3 separate regions of the Mus musculus genome follow, and regions 1 and 2 are each linked to region 3. Evidence: chromatin contacts called from public Hi-C data. All regions are on one chromosome and are shown on one strand. Each heading gives the region's core, a stretch centred on a gene start, on an enhancer-like site or on the middle of the called end of the contact. The rest is flanking DNA. Distances are from core to core; before and after follow the strand shown.

Evidence for each region. A called contact is a pair of places that touch in the nucleus more often than the background predicts.
Region 1: a contact with region 3 is called in a Hi-C map of B cells, with 5 read pairs. The contact joins the promoter of Scmh1 here to the promoter of Zfp691 in region 3. A contact is called at or near these places in 2 of 39 promoter capture datasets (liver and pre-B cells) and 2 of 484 Hi-C or Micro-C datasets (B cells and CD4 T cells).
Region 2: a Hi-C map of CD8 T cells shows a contact between it and region 3, with 4 times the contacts expected there. The contact joins the promoter of Atp6v0b here to the promoter of Zfp691 in region 3. A contact is called at or near these places in 2 of 39 promoter capture datasets (hippocampal neurons and pre-B cells), 3 of 484 Hi-C or Micro-C datasets (B cells, CD4 T cells and CD8 T cells), 1 of 115 datasets of contacts at active chromatin or transcription factors (astrocytes) and 1 of 9 other capture datasets (liver).

The regions. Positions count from the first base shown.
Region 1 is chr4:120,403,482-120,407,803 of GRCm38.p6, reverse strand. It overlaps Scmh1 (sex comb on midleg homolog 1), which reads right to left and starts at 2,456. Exons shown (of 18, transcript NM_001379185.1): 1 at 2,348-2,456.
Region 2 is chr4:117,884,937-117,889,756 of GRCm38.p6, reverse strand. Atp6v0b (ATPase, H+ transporting, lysosomal V0 subunit B) reads left to right here and starts at 2,428. Exons shown (of 8, transcript NM_033617.3): 1 at 2,428-2,587; 2 at 3,119-3,167; 3 at 3,398-3,481; 4 at 3,612-3,689; 5 at 3,884-3,953; 6 at 4,077-4,128; 7 at 4,463-4,653. The coding sequence starts at 2,521. It overlaps Gm12841 (predicted gene 12841), which reads right to left. Exons shown (of 4, transcript NR_168719.1): 2 at 3,869-4,004; 3 at 2,289-2,451; 4 at 1,466-1,670. Dph2 (DPH2 homolog) reads left to right here. Exons shown (of 6, transcript NM_026344.3): 5 at 1-2; 6 at 81-1,114. The coding sequence ends at 205.
Region 3 is chr4:119,172,174-119,176,657 of GRCm38.p6, reverse strand. It overlaps Zfp691 (zinc finger protein 691), which reads left to right and starts at 2,463. Exons shown (of 2, transcript NM_001145936.1): 1 at 2,463-2,520. It overlaps Ermap (erythroblast membrane-associated protein), which reads left to right. Exons shown (of 13, transcript NM_013848.3): 13 at 1-1,201.

The DNA of each region.
Region 1 (4,322 bases), core at 1,207-3,706, 1.2 Mb before region 3:
CCTCAAAGCCTGGCTAGTTCAAAAGCCCTCACTCTCCATGCAGTGCTTAACTTTTATTGAGCTAGCCTGTGTAAGCACCACATTGGTCCAGCTCCACAATGTTACAAATGTCCCACTTATCTGTGTGTCCAGTCTACACCATACATAACTCAATGCCTGACACATGGTAGTATATAAGTATAAAGGTTACAATACAGCAAGTTTAAATTTCATTGTAATGTTCATATCAGAGTTTTCCCAGTTTTGAATCCTTACCCTGGAGGGTGCAGTTCTGTACAGAATGGCACCATATAATTCTTTAACAAGTTACACAAAAGTGAAACAGTATTTGCACAAACTAACATTCCAGAAATTAAAATCTGACATGTGTGGAGCTGGTGAGATAGCTCAATGTTTAAGATCATGTATCTCTCTTCCAGAGGAACCAAGCCTAGCTCTTAGCACCCAACTGTTATCTTACAACTCTCTATAACTCCAGTTGTAGAGAAATCTTATTCCTCTAGCCTCCATGGGCGCGCGCGCACACACACACACACACAATTAAAAAGCAACACCTTTAAAATTTTGACTTATGTGCTACAAACTTAAAAACCACTAACCAATTCAAAAAACAAAGACATAAGTACAAAGATAAACACAGTTCTGACTGCTGGTATGCGCTTGCCTTAGTTACAAAAACAGTGAAACTTTGCTCAGATCTTGAATGAGGTCCCAGCCACAGATCTTAGCATTTTATCTACAAAGCCATCACTTCCCTAATGGGCTTAAGAAATTACTTGTTTGCAGGGATGCTTAGGCAAAGGTCTAAAAAACTAATAAAAGATCCGTTTTAAGTACTTTAACCCTACGTACCACCAAGGCTAAGAATTAAACTTTAAAAAAAAAAAAAGGAAAAAAAAGGAATGCTTTTTTAATGAGCAACAGAAAGTGTTTTTTTCACAGCAAGTTGAGGCCTTCTGCTGGCAGGGAAAAAAAGCAGAGTTCATTGTCATAAGGCAGTTCTCTCTCCAAGCAAATATTAAATTGCAGTTTGGCACCAATCTAGGTCTCAGTCCTTTTTAGAGCAAAAATAATAAGCTCTTTTATCTGCATGATATATTACACTGTACAATCTTTTGATATACATTAGCTCACTTGATGAAGTGTTCAATTTTTCAAAGGAAGAGAAACCACAAAACAGGATGATCTCTTTTAGCTTGGGGGAACACATGCTACTACTATACAGCTTTTCCCTCTCCCCTCCCTACCCCCACCCGCTAAGTTCAACGCAGTACGAAAATGAGGAAGGGAGAGTACTTTTTATTTAAGGTCAGTCCTTTAGGGTCAAAGCTCTTCCCTTAGAAATGATTGAGCTTGGTCTCTCTGCTCACAAGAAGCTCTTCTGTGGGGGCAATATGGGCAAACCAGTGCTCATCAAAGGAGCGGATCAAAGACCAGAGTAAAGAAAAAGACTAAAGGAATTGGGAGTTAGCCAAAATAAGACTCAGGGGACACGATTACTATCTTCACTCTTAACAGCTGCCCAAGAGGAAACGAAGCAGAAAGACGAGAGACAGCCGTTCCTTTCTACCTATAACCAAATCCATCCAGGACCAGACTGGACGGCCTTACTTTAGAAAGGTTATTAGGACTAGGACGGAGAGCCGTCCTAAAAGGTTCGCCAAATTATTAGGGTATTATTTGGAATTTTTAAAGATAACTTCCTTCCCGAATAGGATAAGAGTAGGGGGAGCCTGGATGACTCTCAGATCTCTTCGCTTTGGGGTATGTTTTGGGGTTCACCTATCTACTAGGGAACTCCTTCCCCTGCTGTGCTCTAAGGTTGTCCGCCGTTCCCTGTCTCAGGTTCGAAACCTTCTGTAGCCGCCGGGTGTTTGCCCGGCTCCAGGCAGGTGACACAAGTGAGTCTCCCCCACCCCGCCCCCAGCCCCGGGACCCCTGAAGAAAGCTCCAAGCCCACTGTGTTCACGACCCCCGGTGCTCCGCTGCTGGGACCCAGGCGAATCTCTCTGGCGACGCGTCCCAGCAGCCCGAAAGAGCCCCCGCACTGGGCCCGAGCCAGGCTTCCCGGTTCCGCCCCAAGCCCTGCTCCCCGCTCGGAAGGGGCCCTGTGCGGGGACTCGCGCGCCGCGCCCCCGACCGACCCCGACGCGTCAGGCCGCCGCCGGACACTGGGCCCGAGCAGATGCGGCGCAGGCCGCCGGGGTTCTGGCCGGGTTGACACGGCCGCCGGAGGGCCGCGGACACAGACACCAGGGTCACCGGGCGGGGACTCGCTCCAGCCCGTGGCCGTAAGGCGGGCCTTGAGGGGCCCGGACCGGGCCGGGGGTGGCAGTGAGGCGCTTACCTGAGGGCGACAGCGGCGCGGGGCGCGGGCGGCTCACTCCCATCCAGCCGCCATGTTTCCGCTGCGCAGGGAGCGAGCGAGGACGCCGGCAGGGGCGGGCGACGGCTCTGGAGAGCGGCTCGGCTGAGGCGGCGGCGGGAGGCGGGGGGCTCCACCGAGGCGGCGGCGGCGGCGGCGGCGGCGGCCGAGGGGCGGGGGGCGGGGGCGAGAGCTGCCCAGCCCCGCCCGCCAGAGACTCCTGCCGCGAGGTGGCGCGCGCCGCGGCCGTTGGGTTCTCTCGCGCGCGCGCGCGGGGCGGCGGGAAGGGGCGACCCCTCGCGCCTTCCCCCCGCCTCGCGACCGCCAGCCCTAAAAAAAAAAAAAAAAAAAAAAAAAAAAAAAAAAAAGCCGCGACCCACTGGATTGCTCGCGTCTCCCAGACAAGTGAATGACGTCCTCTGAGGTCCCAGGTTCGAATCCCGTCGGCCCTCAGCCCCCACCCAGCTGGTGGCCGGCTGTGGAGTAATCTTAAAAGAGTTCCTTCGCACCTTTAGTCTTTCCAATGCGCAGGCGGGAGGAAAACTACTATGAGGAGAAAACCAGTGCGCCCCAAAAGGTGCAACAAGACTAACAAAAGCAGGCCTTCACTTTTGCCCCGTAGTAGGCTTTGAATGTTAGCGTGCTAGGTACTACAGTGGCTAGGGTCCTTCCAATGATGCTACCCCACCCCACACACAATTGTGTCTCAAGAACGTTATGTTTTAGCCCGCGGAAACTGAAGTTCATGGGGGTGGGGGGGAGAGCTACGTCTCCAAGATCACACAATTTTACTGGCTGTGCTCTTGCCTGGAGGTCAGGTGTTAAGGGAAATGCTGGTTGATTTTTATCAGCCTGAAACAAATCTACTCTTATCTCAGAAGGTGGAATCTCAGTTGCATAACAGTCTCCATCAGAATGGCCTATAGGCAAAGTCTGGGTGGGCATTTTCTTGTCTAATGATTGATGTGGGAGGTGCTACCCCTGGGCAGAGGTGGTCCTAGGTGGTATAAAGAGAGGCCAATAAAGGATGTTGCTCCATAGCCTAGCTTCATTTCCTGTCTCCCTGTTGCTGTTCTCACCTCCCTCAGAGATGAACAATGTTGTGGAAGTGTAAGCCAAATAAACCATTTCCTCTCCCAGGTTGCTTTTGGTAGGGGTCTTTATCACAGCTATGGAACTCACACCAGAACCAGAGAGTTCCGGGAAAGCAGCCCTTACTTAGCCCGAAGCTCATTCAATCTGGTTCCTAGAGGAAGCTGCAAAGAAAGGCTTCTCAGGATGAGGAGAGACTGAGAGCAAAGGTGTGGCAGGGATGGCTATCAAGAGTCTGAGAGGCTCTGGGAATCTGGTGGTGATGCTGTTAATGTTAGAGAATGAAGGGAAGCCAAAGCACGGCAGATCCTTGCACATCTACACTAGAACTTCAATTTTTTTTCCTCTCTCTCTTCTATTGGATATTTTCCTTATTACATTTCAAACGTTATCCCCTTTCCAGGTCTCCCCTCCAAAAACCCCCTATCCTATCCCTGCTCCCCCAGCCTCTATGAGGGTGCTCCCCCACCCACCCACACACTCAATGCCTTCCCTCCTTGACATTCCACGACACTGAGGGATCAAACCCCTAAGGCCCAAGGGCCGCTCCTCCCACTGATGTCCAACGAGGCTATCCTCTGCCACATATATGGCCGGAGCCATGGGTCCCTCCCTGTATACTCTTTGGTTGGTGATCCAGTCCCCGGGAGCTGGGGGGGGAGGGGTCTGGCCAGTTGACACTGTTGCTCCCCCCATAGGGCTACAAACCCCCTCAGTTCCTTCAGTCCCTTCTCCAATTCCTTCATTGGGGACCCCATGCTCAGTCCAATAGTTGGCTGCAAGCATCTGCCTCTGTATCTGTCAGGCTTTGGCAGAGCGTCTCAGGAGACAGCCATATCAGGCTCCAGTCAGCAAGCACTTTCTA
Region 2 (4,820 bases), core at 1,179-3,678, 1.3 Mb after region 3:
AGGTAAACATGCAAGCAGCTGCCCCCGCTAGAGTTTTGCCCAGGTCCAGCCCACACAGCTTATCTTCTTTCCCTCTGCAGCTTCATTCCTTAGTTCTCGGAACTGGCAGGGGCTGGAGCCACGCTTGGGCCAGACACCAGTGAAAGAAGCCGTCAGAGGAAGACGAGGTATCGCCATCGCCTACGAGGATGAGGGGAGCAGCTGATACCTTGGGAGGCCAGAGCCAGAGTGATAAGTCTGCCGGGACCTGTTCTCCCTGACCAACGTCTCGTCCTGTCACAGGGACACTTGATGCCTAGACACAGGGAGTGTAGGTAGCTCTCTCTGTGGAGCTGTCCAGCTTATAGCCTGTGCAGGGAGGGGTCCCAGGGCTCATCCCAGTTCCTGGTGTGCAGGAGTTCTGCCCTTGGTCAGGGGCAGAAGTTGGATGATCCAGACCAGAGTTCTTCCACCTCCCTCAGCACTGTTGACAGTTTGGGCAGAGTAATTCTTTAATGCAGAGGCTACTCTATATAGAGAAGGATGTATAGGTTCAGCTGACAGAAACAGAAACACCTCCCTTCCTCCCCAACTGAGCTAGGATAACCCAGATTATCTCTACAGGTTGGCAGATGTCATGTAACTACTCCTCATTGAGAGCCTCTGGTCTAAACCTGCACTGTCCAAGACAATATTCACTGGACACATGACTTTTGCCATTTAAAGTGGATGAAAAAGTATTTGTCCATTACACTAATTACATTTCAAGCACTTATGTGGCTGCTTTCAGGACTTTGTTGGGCTACATTGACTTAGTTAGACTTGTTTCTTGGGGACAACAAAGACACTGAAATAAACGGAATACTTTTTCTCCTGTTTCTCTTTATTCACTAAAGCTCTGTTCTACACAGATCCTGTGGGTGGATATGTGAGTTATATTTAACCAGATTACTGTCCTCAAAATGTGCTTGGGAGGAAATAATAACCCCACGAAATATAATTGTGTGAAGGGAGCCCCAGGTGCAGCTGGCTCTCATAGCAGGCTCCTGAAGGGGACTCAAGAGGCAACCCAGACAGAGGAGTCTTAAGCTGGATCTTATAGAGAAAAAATATTCAGAATAAACAGAGTGAAACGAACATTTGGGCCTAAACAAAGACTCAGTCAACATGGTGGGTGCTTCAATCAAAGTAGAGTTGTTGGGGTATATCTTGATAGAGTGCTTGTCCTTGGTAGAGAGTTGGTTTTATGGGCCGGGCAGTGGTGGTGCACGCCTTTAATCTCAGCACTTGGGAGGCAGAGGCAGGCACATTTCTGAGTTCGAGGCCAACCTGGTCTACAAAGTGAGTTCCAGGACAGCTAGGGCTATACAGAGAAATCCTGTCTCAAAAAACAAAACAAAAACCAGAGAGTTGGTCCTAGGGTTTCCCAGTGTGTGTGTGTGTTTGTGTATTGGATCCCAGAAGAAAACAAAATTTACTTATTGTCCACATTAGCAAAAGAATCTTATATTGGCACCATCCAGATCATGTAGTACACAGGCTAATGGTAAAGGCAGAGCTGTAACTGACATGGGGACTGGGTTAAAATGAGCATCCATCATGTATTCTGTGTGCATGTTATGAGAACTCCCCTGTATGTCAGGCGCTAGAAACAGTAGTGAGTCCAACATGAACCATGGTGCTTCGGCCCCCTAGGGAGAGTGGTCAGAAACAAAATGTACTATATCAACCAGAGATAAGAACCAGAGGAAAATTATATCAAGGGATAACAATTATGGGAAAACACAAATCTGGAAAAGAAAGGGGACTGGTTAAAGGGAGATTGGGGTTGGAATATTAAACAGAATGGGTAAGGAAGGGCTTGAAGGAGAGCAAAGTCTGGAAGCAAGAGAGAGGGGCAGATGCAAGGGCGGGCTGCGTCTGATAGGGTGGGTAGTCTATTAGGGACCTGGAGCTTAGCTCTGTTACAGTGCCTGCTTTGCATACTTTAGGATCCTATGGATCATTCTGTCGCGAGTGAAATAGGATCCACAGGGAATTTGAACAGGAGAATGGCATGGCCTTATAAGATCACCTGGACATCGTGGGCGTTCGCGTCTGGCATTCCACCCTACCTCTGGGTTGGAAAAGACAACCTAGAATGACCTCCGATGAACAGCAGGCATTAGCTAGGCACCGCGAAATCCTGCTTCAAGCAGAAGGAACTAGGCAGGACTAGAACAGACCGGAAGGATCTGCAGTGATTGGTGAGTAAACTGGGAGTCCGGTGGGAAGTTAGGGAACCAGCAGCGCAGGTGGAGAGCCAGTACCTGTCACGGAGAACGTCCGACGAAACTACAACCACCACAGTGCTCCGCGGCATGACGTCTACCAGGGCCCGGCCTCAGGCAGCCAGCCACTGTGCGCGGGGGTCACGTGGGGTCGGCGCATCACGTGCGCCGGTCAGGTGGCGCTGCGGGGCGGGCCGACAGACTGCGGGGCGGACGGTGGACGCGGTTTAGCTCAGGTCCCACCGATCCGACCCCTGCCGTCGCCGCTGCCATGACGGGGCTGGAGTTGCTCTACCTCGGGATCTTTGTGGCCTTCTGGGCCTGCATGGTCGTTGTGGGTGAGCGGGGCCCAGGCGGCCCAAGGTGGCCTGCTGGTTGGGGCGGGGGGCAGGTGGCAGCCGGAGCCGGCCCCGCGCGGTGCCCTCCCGCGACGGAGGAGGCCGGCCCTGGGCTGCGAGAGTCACACCGGCTATTCCAGGGTCGCGACGCCAGGTTCCTGACCTCCTCTCCGCGAGCCGCATATTTGGGCGCCCCGCTTCCCCTTTTTCCTCCTTGCCCTCCCCCACCCATTCACAGCTTGTTGGGTAAACAGCGATTGGGCCGGCAGGATCTGGCGCGGCCTGGACGCAGCGCCCGTTCCCTCCGGCCCGTGAAGGGGCTTGGTGTCATTAAGACGGGTTACCTAGGGAGTGGCCGAAAAAAAAAAAAAAATGGAGGCCTGGGTGGAGGTGCTGTTTCGCTCCGGGACTCTTCGCTTGTCTAGATGTAGGTGGCTGACAGTTTGACAGTTGGGCAGTTTTTTTTTTTTCCTAGGTTGGGGACTGTGTCTCGAAAGAGCAACCCTTTAACTCCTTTCCTCATTGCTTCAGGAATCTGCTACACCATCTTTGACCTGGGCTTTCGCTTTGATGTGGCATGGTAAGGGAGGGCATGGAGAGGATTCTCCTAGGAGCCTCTTCTCCCTGCTTTGGTCTGAGCCCCAGCCCAGCTCTTCAGACACACGGACCTTTGGGAAATAGAAAATCTAGAGATGCAACGTCTGGGACTGGTGGGCTGGAGCTGGGTGGACACTGAGTTTTGTGTGGCCTCCCCACTCCTGCCCTTTCCTGTCCATAGCTCAATAGCTTTCTTCCCTGTTTCCACACCAGGTTCCTGACGGAAACTTCCCCCTTCATGTGGTCGAATCTGGGCATTGGCCTAGCAATTTCTCTGTCTGTGGTTGGAGCAGCCTGGTGAGTGTTGGAGTGGCGGGACGAGTGGGAGGTGCCAAGTCGTGGCAGGTGGAATCATCACTGGGTTCTTAATCATCCTGGGGACAGCAACTCCTTGGGCTCCTTTAATCAGTTTCTTACCCTTCACCAGGGGAATCTATATAACCGGCTCATCCATTATTGGGGGTGGGGTGAAAGCCCCCAGAATCAAAACCAAGAACTTGGTTAGGTAAGTGTAAAGGCTTCTGCATGTCAAAACTAGCTGCGATGGGGGTCGGGTGACATGCTGGCTTGTGACCCGTCTCATCGTAGCGTGTATGTGAGTCAGGGAAAGTTGGCTGGGGATTTTCTGCAGAAATGGCTGATTTCCTTCTTAAAGAGTTTCCCTCCCCCTCCCCCACCATTTACCATCACTGTTGCCAGTATTATCTTCTGTGAAGCGGTGGCCATCTATGGCATCATCATGGCAATTGTCATCAGCAACATGGCTGAGGTAAGGGAAAACCAGCGGGGACGGGTATCCATTGAAATGCCTATGCTTTCCCTAAAGATCGGAGGGAAGAAAAGGTAGGTGCATTAAGGAATGCCTTCTGAGGACTTATTCTGCCCCTCACAGCCTTTCAGTGCTACGGAGCCCAAGGCCATTGGCCATCGAAACTACCATGCAGGTAAGTGGGTAACATAGAGCTCACTCGGCATGGTGCTCTGGGCCTTTAACCCCAGTCCTGGGACGGGGGTAGCACCAAGTGAGTTAAGAGGCCAGCCAGCACTACATAATGACATAGTGAGACAGACACCCTACCACACATACACGCCTGGGCCTTACACACTTGCTTCTACCACACGTACACACCTGGGCCTTACACACTTACTCCTGCTTCCTGGCTCCATAGCTGAGAGTCTCAGCTCTGCAGAGTTGGGGTGGGACTGGCCCTGCTAGCCCACACTGGACCATTCCTCTCCTGCTTGCCTCCACCTCACGAGCTACTTCTTATCCTCCAGGTTACTCCATGTTTGGGGCTGGCCTCACAGTCGGTCTGTCCAACCTGTTCTGTGGAGTCTGCGTGGGCATCGTGGGCAGTGGGGCCGCCCTGGCGGATGCACAGAACCCCAGCCTCTTTGTAAAAATTCTCATCGTGGAGATCTTTGGCAGTGCCATTGGCCTCTTTGGGGTCATTGTTGCAATCCTTCAGGTGCGAGTCCCCCTAGAGAGGAACAGAAGTGCCTCCCTTTTTTCCCCTTCCCATCTCTTGGTCCCCCTTTGTCTCCTGCTCTAGATGCACGCATCTTTCCTAAGTCTCTCCATTAGCATCTCTTTCCTCGGCTGCCTCTGAAAATGTCTTTGTGGAGTTTCTGTCTC
Region 3 (4,484 bases), core at 1,214-3,713:
CAAATGCTATCCCCTTTCCTAGTTTCCCTCTGAAAACCCCTTATCCTCTTCCCCCTCCCCCTGCTCCCCAACCCACCCACTCCCACTTCCCGGCCCAGGAATTCCCCTATACTGGGGCACAGAACCTTCACAGGACCAAAAAACCTCTCCTCCCATTGATGACCAACTAGGCCATCCTCTGCTACATATGCAGCTAGAGACACGAGTCCCTCCTTGTGTTTTCTTTGATTGGTGATTTAGTCCCAGGGAGCTCTGTGGCTACTGGTTAGTTCATATTGATGTTCCTCCTATGGGGCTGCAAACCCCTTCAGCTCCTTGGGTACTTTTTCTCTGGCTCCTTCATTGGGGACCCTGACACACAGGCTTTTTAAATTAAATACTTAAATAATGAATCCAAGTTTTGGATGTGGATTGGGGAAAGAAGGCAAGGCACTTTCAAGTCATACCCACATATGTGTTTCGGCCTGTTTGTGGAGTTATTAATTACAGATTTGCAGATGGGAAGGCAGCTGGACTCTACAGGAACTAGATCTGCTACAGGCTCTTTCCAATAGAGCCTATATTAGTGTTCCCTAGAGAAAGAGAACCAACTGTGTGTGTGTGTGTGTGTGTGTGTGTGTGTGCGCGCACACACATGCAGACACAGTAAGAGATAGAGACAGAAAATAAATACGAGACTGAAGTTGGCAGGTCAGAGTACTAGAAAGAGACAAGTTTTAGTTGCAGTGTAAGGTAGGGAAAGAGTTGATATCCGTCTAAAGCCCGACAGGCAGCGAGACTCTTCTAAGGTCTTCCACTGGTCAGATGACGACTCCCACTGGTTGGATGACTCCCACTGGTCAGATGACTCCCACTGGACTTAAGGAGGGTGACTGCTTTACTCAGGCTACTGATTAAATGCTAATCTCGTCCAAGCTCCTCTCACAGAGACACCAAATGTGATGTCTGACCAAGTGTCTGGGACCTTTGTGACGGGTCAAAGTGATATGTAAAATTTGCCATTACAGTACCCAAAAAGAATATTTTGTTTGTCTTTGTACAGTTATGAAATATACCCTTTAATACTTATTGCTTGGTATGTTGTCTTCATTATGAAAGAGGCTGTGGAGAAAACACATTACGGGGTTGGTTTCTGAATAGCTCAGCCACAATTCAAGCAAACTTTAGACATCATTCATAATAAACCCAGTTTTACTCCTGAGTCTGACTTTTGATGTTTTATTTTTATCAATTTATAAACTAATAGTGTGTAATAGATACTTACACGTCACACACATCCTCAGCTCCAAACATAATTGCTTGAGTAGCCAATCCTATTGGCTAACTAACTCATGCTAGTCTTACCTATTGAGAGAATTTACCAATAGAGAATAGAGCTATTTGTAGAAGCAGGAAATGTTTGTCTGTGTGTCTGCCTATTTGTCTGACTGTCTGTCTATCCACTCAGTCCTTATATCCTTACAATAGTTGTGCTAGGAATTTTATAGAGGAGAGAGGTGGGATTATAAAACTTGACCCTCTCTTTTTTCTTTCCTGATTTTGTGTGTGTGTGTGTGTGTGTGTGTGTGTGAGTGTGTGTTCTTGTGTGCAGGTTCTCAAATTGTCCAGAATTGGGCATTGGATCCCTTGGATCTGGAGTTACAGGTGGTTATAAACTACCTGATGTGGGCGCTGGGAATCCAGGTCCCCTGAAAGAGCTGTAAGTGTTCTTAATCACCGGGTCATCACTAGCTCTAAAGCTTTACCAGCTACAAAGACAACCATTGAAAGACCACACAAACAGGAAAAGCTCGTAGTTAGCTTACACATCAACTTTCTTTATCCTCTTTATCTTTCAAGTTCTTAATCTTTATTGTTCTTCAAAATAAAATCTGGGAAAAACAACAACCAGCCAACCAAACAAAAACCATCTCTGGATAACTTACTGGTCTATTATATCCAGATTGATGCGAGACTTTTGGGTTAACAGGATCACATAGGACACAGAAAAAAAAAACCAAAACCTACGTTGGGCCACTGGCCGACCTGGCTGGAGGTCATTCCTTGGGAGAGGACACTTAGCTTCTCGGACAAAGAGATCGAACTACTTTATTTTTAAATTCCTTTCCTGGTACATGTCCTTTTAATTTTAAACTATAAACTTTAAATGAACTGCGAGGTTTCTATCGAGGGCCACCGCTTCAAAAGACAAAAAGAAAAGAAACCTGATGACCTTAGAAGTGATGACAGCTTCACCGCTGAGTTCTGAACTGGGCAAATGTTTTCAGCGAAGCAAACCTCCGAACTACAACTCCCAGCATGCCGCGCACTAAACCAATGTTTATTGGCCGTCCTACTAGGTCTTGTGCAGTGTGACAGTTAGTATAGCCAATAGAGAGGAAGAACGTTCCCAGGATCCAATCCGAACGCTGTGAAGGCGGATCCTCTCTGGGTTCCGGCTCCGGCTCCTTCCCCCGCCCACCGAGGCGCCGCTGTCCCTGACCGAGCCGCGGGAGTGAAGTGGGTCGCGGCTGTGTAGAGGTGACGTGGGGGTTATGGGGGAGGCGAACGCGAGGCACGGGGCGCTTCGAGCCTGGCCCCTTCGCTCTTGCGAAGGCCTTGAAGGCTGATGTTTGGGAAGTTGCTGTTTTGCGAGTCCCAAAGGCCGCCGGGTACCGTGTGTCCCTCCGCTGCGATCACGTCCCCAGTCCTCGGATGACCCAGTCTTACTACCCTCCCTGCCTTACTGTTGGCCTTGGACCACTCCATGCCCCTCCCACACACCGTGTCTTTAGAGTCGCCCCTTGTACTCTTCCAGCTCCAGTCCCAACCTCATGGACATCTCTGAACCCAACTCTCGTCCTTCAGCTTTCCCAGCTGACTCCTCCAGCTTTATCCTCCTTCCCCACTTAACTAGGCTCTTTGGACACTGCTGCAGCCTTTGTCCCCTCTCCCAGGCCACCTCAGATTCTTTGGCTCCTTTGATGATCCGTCTCTGAATCGCTATGTAGCTCCGGTGAGTGCTTCCTTAATTTTTCACACTCTGTCCCCGGTCCTTCCAAGTTACTCCCGGTACCCTTGACTCGAACCCGGATCTAGAACTTTAATCTTTCGGACCCCAGCTTGGTCTCTTCCTTCTAATCCAGGCTCTTGTCCTTCATCGTCTGTGATCACCAAGCCTCATCTTCTTGCCTTGTTCTTAGAACTCATCCCTCCTCCGCACTCTTGCTGGCGACTCTGTGCTGCTGAGCTCCGAGGAAGAAAACCCCACATGCACTAGGTCTCTTCTCCCTCCGATCTTTGTAATGCAAGGTGACTTTGTGTTATTTCCACACTGCCTTTTCAGTCAGGGATGGACTCTCCGTCTCTGCCAGCCTTGGTCCTGCTCATCTGTCTATTTTGCAAGTCATAGTTTAAATTTCACCTCTTCAGTGAAGCTCCCTCCCTGCCCTCTTCAGAGAGGTGCCTTCTCATTTCCTAAGTGCCGTAGCACCGTCTCTACCTCCAGTCCTGGTGGAATGGTTAAAAACCTCAGCTTTGGAGGAATCAACTTGGGCTTCAGTTTTGCCACCTACTGTGTGCTCTTAGGCACGTGACTTGATTTCTCAGAGTTTCAGTTTCATCATTTCTAAAGTAAGTATGAGAAATTAATAGTTGAGCTAGATGTAGCGGCTCATGCCTTCAACCCCAGCACTCGGGAGGCAGAGGTGCTGTAAAAATGAATTGAGATGGTGCATTGGACCGCTTAGCCCTAGGTCGAGTGCTCTGTAGGACCTTTAAAAAATATGAGCTGTTATGGGCTACTGTGTAATATGCCATATGCAGTGCTGGCCAGAAAGAATGGGTGTATGTACTGCCTGTTCCCTGGAACTTAACCTTGCATATTATGTTCAACTTGGTCGGTAGTGTCTTTACCTACCGAGTCATTTTTTTTTCAGCTCAGTTTTTAAAATGTATTATATGTATGTGTGTGCACCTGAGTATGTGCACCACATGTGTGCAGGTGCCTGTGGAGACCAGAACCTGTAGCAGGAACTACAGGCAGGTGTGAGCTACCTGATCTGGGTACTAGGAACTGAATCTGAGTCCTCTACAAGAGCACCAAGTGCTCTGAGCCACTGAGCCAGCTCTTCAGCCCCAACTCAGTCTTTTTTAAAAAATTTGTTTGTTTGTTTGTTTTAGTGTTTGAGACAGAGTCTCATTATGTAGCTCTGGCTGTTCCAGAACTCACTACGTAGATCCAGCAGTCCTTGAACACACAGAGATCTGCCTGCCTCTGCCTCCCAAGTGCCAGGATTAAATGCCTGTGCCACTCTGCCTTGCTGACCTCCTACTCTTATATTTACCCAACATTCCGCCCTGGAGAGAGATTGGGTAAATTATATGGTCTCAGCAGTTTTACAAAAGAATACACAGTTGGGCATGCATGGTGGCACTCAGGAGACAGAGGCAAGTGGATCTCTGTCAGTTCAAGGCCAGCCTGGTCTACATAAAGAGTTCTAGGG